Linked DNA regions of Sus scrofa: region 2 is linked to region 1. A link is a contact called in public Hi-C data. All regions are on one chromosome and are shown on one strand. Each heading gives the region's core, a stretch centred on a gene start, on an enhancer-like site or on the middle of the called end of the contact. The rest is flanking DNA. Distances are from core to core; before and after follow the strand shown.

The links. Hi-C and Micro-C count contacts between places; a contact is called where the count stands out from the background.
Region 2: a Hi-C map of fetal liver shows a contact between it and region 1, with 2.2 times the contacts expected there. The contact joins the promoter of MANBA here to the promoter of BDH2 in region 1. A contact is called at or near these places in 2 of 5 promoter capture datasets (fetal liver and liver), 5 of 47 Hi-C or Micro-C datasets (fetal liver, liver, omental adipose tissue and 2 more) and 2 of 2 datasets of contacts at active chromatin or transcription factors (alveolar macrophages and skeletal muscle).

The regions. Positions count from the first base shown.
Region 1 is chr8:117,968,559-117,971,791 of Sscrofa11.1, reverse strand. BDH2 (3-hydroxybutyrate dehydrogenase type 2) reads right to left here and starts at 1,879. Exons shown (of 10, transcript XM_003129285.5): 1 at 1,742-1,879.
Region 2 is chr8:118,249,767-118,252,608 of Sscrofa11.1, reverse strand. MANBA (beta-mannosidase) reads right to left here and starts at 1,487. Exons shown (of 18, transcript XM_003129294.6): 1 at 1,189-1,487. The coding sequence starts at 1,365.

The DNA.
Region 1 (3,233 bases), core at 630-3,129:
TTAAGAGATGACACAGGGCTTGGTCACCAGCGCACTAACCTCAAAGAGATAATGTGTTTTGCCCAGAGTTTCACGGCTGTGAATTCATACTGAGGCCTCTTGATTGTGGGTTCGAGCGAGAAGACCTGCGGTCCTGGTGTTCCTCTTGCGGTCCTCGCACACCCAGCGGAACTCTCTAAACCCCACGCGGCACCAGGAGCCTGTAGAACAGGGACCCGGTAACCGACCAGGAGGCCGGCGCTGCGCTCTCAAACCCATCGCTGAGTTTGTGCCGAGGCTACTTCCCCCTGGTCATTTCCAGTTGGTGTCGGAGAGCGGCCTCAATACTAAGCCAGACCTATTTCTGGGACACACCGAGTCCCTCCCGCCGGCCTCATGGACCCTCCCAGAAACTGCAGGACCCCGCAGGATGCGCCCATCAGCCCAGCCCGGCGTCCCACGCTCCTTCCTTTGCCGGCCCACTGCCCTCGTGGTTCATCGGCGCTCCGAGCCTTATCTGGTTCCCTCATTTTCTCTCACCCCACATTTCCCCTAATAAAACCCAGGCGTGTTTAACTCTGTCTTGGAGTCAGCTTCTCAGAGGGCCCCGGACTAACAATGCGTCCCAGAACTGACTCCAGCGACGAGTTTACGACTTCACCGATGTTCTTGTGTTGACGGGGAAGCTGGTCTTTCACAGTGCCTGACCTACTCTGATGAAATGAATTTTTACTTTTTTTTTTTCCCATATACGAGTATATATTTTCACTTAAAACAGGGTAAGCATTGAGAAATGTATTCAATAACTTAGGAAGTAAGAGACCCCCCCCCATTAATCTTCCCTCCCCCAATCTTGAGTATGTTGTATTAAAAAGTTATTTTACGCTACTGTTATTAGTGACTTTTGGCCCATGGCACTGTGGAGGCAAATGCCAAAGGTTTCCCTGGGAATCTTTGACACCCTGAGAAGCACTTACTAAACAACTGCTGAAGCAAAGAGCAGTCCTTTTACTCACTCTGAAAACCTCCCCCTAGCTGTCCTCTCTGTCTTTCTGGGACCAGATTTTGGAGCCAAAGCCTTACTACTAGATAAAACTGCAGAATCACACTAAAATGGATTTACTTGAAAAAACGAGTGCAATCATTTGGTGAGATGAGGAAACTTTCAGTAAATACAATGTGAAAACCAGACAAGATAGACTTCTTACTCTAAATTTTGGAATCAAAGTGTTATTTTTTTATTTTTTTTTTTGCTTTTTTAGGGCCGCACCTGTGACATATGGAGGTTCCAGGCTAGGGGATGAATCAGAGCTACAGCCGCCAGCCTATACCACAGCCACAGCAATCCCAGATCCAAACTGAGTCTGCTACCTACACCACAGCTCATAGCAATGCCGGATCCTTAACCCACTGATTGAGGCCAGGGATCGAACCTGCAACCTCATGGTTCTTAGTCGGATTCGTTTCTGTTGCACCTTGACCGTAACTCCCAAGGTGTTAATTTTTGATTAGCAGAGACACAAACAGAGTTTTCAGAAACTCTATCTTCATTAGCCAGGAAAAAAACCCCCATTTACAGACACTATAAAATCCTCTCTTCTTTGGCAACTCTGAGTTTCAAACCTGTTAAAAACCCATCCCTATCCTGATTCTTACTAAAATTATCTTGAAAAGTAATGCGCAGAACAAAGTAATAGATATCTGACAATTAAACCTCTTCTTTTCCCAGTTCCAAGTTTCACTTAAAACATAAATATCTTACTTTAGAGCGGCAAAGTGATGGCGTCCTCCAAATCACACTGCACTGCGCACAACAAACTTAAGACCTTTGTGCAGAAGGAAGTCATGTACCCAATAATGCATCCTGGGATTTGTAGTTAAGACTGCTCCAGTTTTTAGAAAAGGGCACGCACATGCACATACTTTATATGTTATATGCTGCCATCTAGTGGGGCTAAGGTAGAACTGTTAACTCCAAGTACTTAGTGAAAAGTGGAAAAGCATCTTATTGCTCTCTTAGAATGTGGAAATCATTTTCTTCACCAAATTTACCTAAACCCTTCTCTTTTATTTGCAATGACTATATGCAGCTCTGGGGACATTCACGATTGGACGAGCCAGACATTTCATGTGGAAGTTAGCAACAAAACAGAAAGAATCTGGGTCATCGAAGGTACTGGAGCTTTTCTTCCTGGCCCTTGACCTGGATTGTTTTGAGGGACGGAAACAAAAATCCTCGTGTGTTTTTAAGATATGGTTATTTTGTCATACACAGTCTGACACTAATACATATTTAGTGGCAGAATGCAGGCATCCTGGGTGTACCATGTGGGGTATATCTAGGAAACTTCAAAGTACCTGTTGAGTAAGGGCAAAAAAATCAAGTTTGACTCTAAGAGAACAAGAAATATCAGAATGAAAAGGACGAACTGGATCATGTGAACCTTCTCTATGAGGCTTAGTAACTCATACTTCATCAAGTGTGTAATTGAGCCCAGTGATTGTTCAGGCTCTTTTGTGCATGTGCTATTTAAGTAGGCCCACTCAGCACCCACCCACCTCTCTCTACCCTGCCTTTTATTTTGTAAAGCCTGGGAAAAAAACTCTCAAATTCCTAGCCTTCTTTGCTGCTAGAGCTGGCCAATGAAATGTGGGCTGAAATCTCAGAGGGCTTCTCTCTTGGATAGAAAGGTAAGGCTTCTCTGAAAGGCTTTTGACTTTGACCTTACCTTCTTTTCCTGTGTAAGGCAATACAAGGCCTAGGGACATGGCAGCCGTGTTGTGACTTTGGTGTGAGGTCAGAAGCATACATTAAAGACAACAGGGTGAGAGAAAGCACAGGGTTCCTTGAAGACAGCTCCAAGATAACAGCCTTAGGCTAACTCCTCTGGACTTCTTATATGTGAAAAACAAACTTTAGATCATATTTTTGTTCTTGGAGCTAAGAGTATTTATAATGATCACAGTGGCTCAGAACAAAGACTGTGGAGTCAAAACTGTGCTACTTTCCCTCACTAGCTAAGTAAATCACTTAACTCTACAAACCTCAGTTTTCTCATCTGTAAAATAATTACAGCACCTACCTCAGGGATATTGTGAGGAGGAAGGACTTGGCATGTTAAACCATCAGCACAATGTTACTTGTACTTAGTAAATGTTAATTGTGATTAACAAACATTAAAAATCAATTATAATAGATGGCAAATATCACCCTTAATTTTTTAAAACTCTAACCTAGTTTCTGCATATTTCTT
Region 2 (2,842 bases), core at 238-2,737, 280 kb before region 1:
ACAGTACAGAAGGTTTCAGAGTCAAACCAGGCTGGCTTAGAATTCCATTTCTGCCACTTAGAACTTTTCTGGGCTCCATAACGCCACATCATCCATAAAATGCAGCTAAGACCTACTCCACAGAGCTGTTATAAGGATTGGGATGATGCATGCAAAATTACTTATCAAGCACACTTTGTCCAGGCAAAGCCGTAACAGATGCGCAACAGATTTAAAAAAAAAAAAGTGCAACATCTGGAACCAAAAAACAGTGGAAGGTGGCAGTCTGTTTGCAAACCTCTGCCCACAGGCAGCCAAACAGGAAAACAACCTCAACAAGAAGAACATAAACTGAAGAATGTTGGGACACACACATCATACCACATGCCCTGAGAGGAAACAGCATCTTTCTCCACATCTCAACCAGCCTTAAAAATTACTTAGCCTTGGGAGTTCCCGTTGGGGTGCAGCGGAAACGAATCCGACTAGGAACCATGAGGTTGCGGGTTCGATCCCTGGCCTTGCTGTTAGATGTGGTGTGGGTCGCAGACGCTGCTCGGATCCTGCGTCGCTGTGGCTGTGGTGTAGGCCTGCAGTTGTGGCTCCGATTGGACCCCTGGCCTGGGAACCTCCACGTGCCGCGGGTGAGGCCCTAACAAGCTAAATAAATAAATTACTTAGCCTTTACTTTAGCACTGACGACCCTAACCTTACACTTGTAGGTCTCATTTTTCCTCAACCTACGTGCCACTGCGTCAATTCCAAATCTGTCTCCCTGGCGTCTAACAGCAAAAGTGAAAAACTGAGACGTTGCTGAATATAGTCCCCTGCAGTGTTCAGGTAGTTGAAACAATAATCCCCCGCCTTAGGCTTTGTCGGTATAGCCTTTCTATCCGCCCTTCAGCAGATAACTATGGCAATAACACCCTGGTTAGAGCTGTTTACCCGGGCTAAACCTCCGCTTTCCTGAGTTACTGCTGTACAGACAGGTTAGTTTCTAATCAGCCCGGACCCCAGCTGTGCTCTTCAACTGTAGATACACTTGCCTCTTCGGCGTTTCCCCCTGCAAACCACACGATGCAAACGGGAAGTTAGTGCCAAACCGAGGAGAAGAGTCCCGTACTCAGGACTGCCAGGCCATTTCTGGGCCCTTCTCAGCACTAAGGGGGACGCGAGCGCAGGCTCCCAACCAGGCGACGCAGATAGTACCTGGATGAGCCTCCGCTGAAACAGGGCGCTATGCACGCAACCGGGAACCTTCCCGGGCAGCTCCAGGGAGCCGTTCCCGCTGCGGATCCTCCAGCTTCCCCGCAAACTGAGGGTGAGCGCTGCGGCAGCGGGGCCCGCACTGCACAGTGCCAGCAGCAGGAGCAGGCGGAGGCACATGCCAGTGGCTGGCACCGCAGACACCCGCAGGGCAAGAACCCCCGCGCGGTCGAGGGCTGCGGAAGCCACGGTGCCTTCAGAAGGGCCCAGCTTCGAGGTCTCCCCGCCCTCGGCCCCGGCCACGCCCCCGGCTCTCGGCCCCGCCTCCAGGTCAGCTGAGCTGTGGGGACCGAAGCTGCTCCCCTGGATCCTCTGGCTAGTGGAGGATGCGGAAATCGCGCAGACTGGCGAGGCCGAGCATCGCGGGGGCCAGAGCCGCTGCCATCGTGCGCAGCTCCGGACTCGGACCGCTGCAGTCTGCGCCCTCAACACTGATTCCACCTGCTCTGGGGTCTGAATGGGAAGCGAGAACCGTACACGGTAATTGAGACACACAAATCTCAGGGCGCAAAGTGGCACACAGCTTTGGGGAGCTCAGAGACAGTGGTGTGCAGAGACTACAGGTAGAGAGGCTCCTCACTGCTTCAGAGGACCCAAAACCAAGACACTCCACCACTTTTCTCTCAAATTTCCCCAGACTCCCATCTGTGCTGCAGGGATCTGCCTGGCAAAGGTAACGCCCAAATCAAATCCTTCAGCTCCACGGGTTGGTCTCAGAGCAGAGGCTGTCCTTCAAAGAGTAAACGACTAGAGTTCTCTTGTGGCGCAGCGGTAAAGGATCCGGCATTGTCATTGCAGCAGCTTGGGCCGCTGCTTGGGTCACTGCTGTGGCCTGGGTTCGATCCCTGGCCCGGGAGCATACACATGCCGCAGGCTTGGCCAAACAAAAACAAAGTGTAAACAATTACTGGAGTTCCCTGGTGGCCTAGTGGTTAAGGGTCCAATGTTGTCATTCTTGCGACCTGATGTTACAGGTTTGATCCCTGGCCCGGGAACTAGCTTCTACATGCCAAAGGTGTAGCAGGAAAAAAAAGTAAGCAATTATTAAAAGTACCTAATTTGCACGGTTTTGGTGAAGGCTGAGAAAATTCATGTATAGCATGCAACATAGGGCCCAGCCCAGAGAAAGCACAGCATGCTTGCCTCATGTTAGTGGACTACAACCTCCTGATTTATAAAGCTCCATAGAAGAGGTTCCTGAGGTTCCAGAAACCTGTACTTAATGCACAGGCAAATTTAAAATCCCACTCTGGCGATATGGGATCCTTGGCCTCCTGGGAGCGCTGGGTCGCAGGTTCCATTTCTGGCCAAGCAGGCACAGGAGACGGTGTTGCCACAGCTGTGGCTTAGGTTGAAACTACGGCTGGGATCTGATACCTGGCCGGGGAACTCCATATGCCCCAGGCCAGCCAAAAATAGGTGGAAGAAAAAAAAATCCTCTGCCAATCACTAACTGTGGGACTTAGGCAAGCCACAAAATCTCTTACACCTCCATTCCCTGAACTCAAAAATAGAGACAGTACTCTTTTTTCTTTTTGTTATAAGCATAAAATTAATTAACACACTTGGGTGTTTCCTAATAATGCCAAGGTACCCA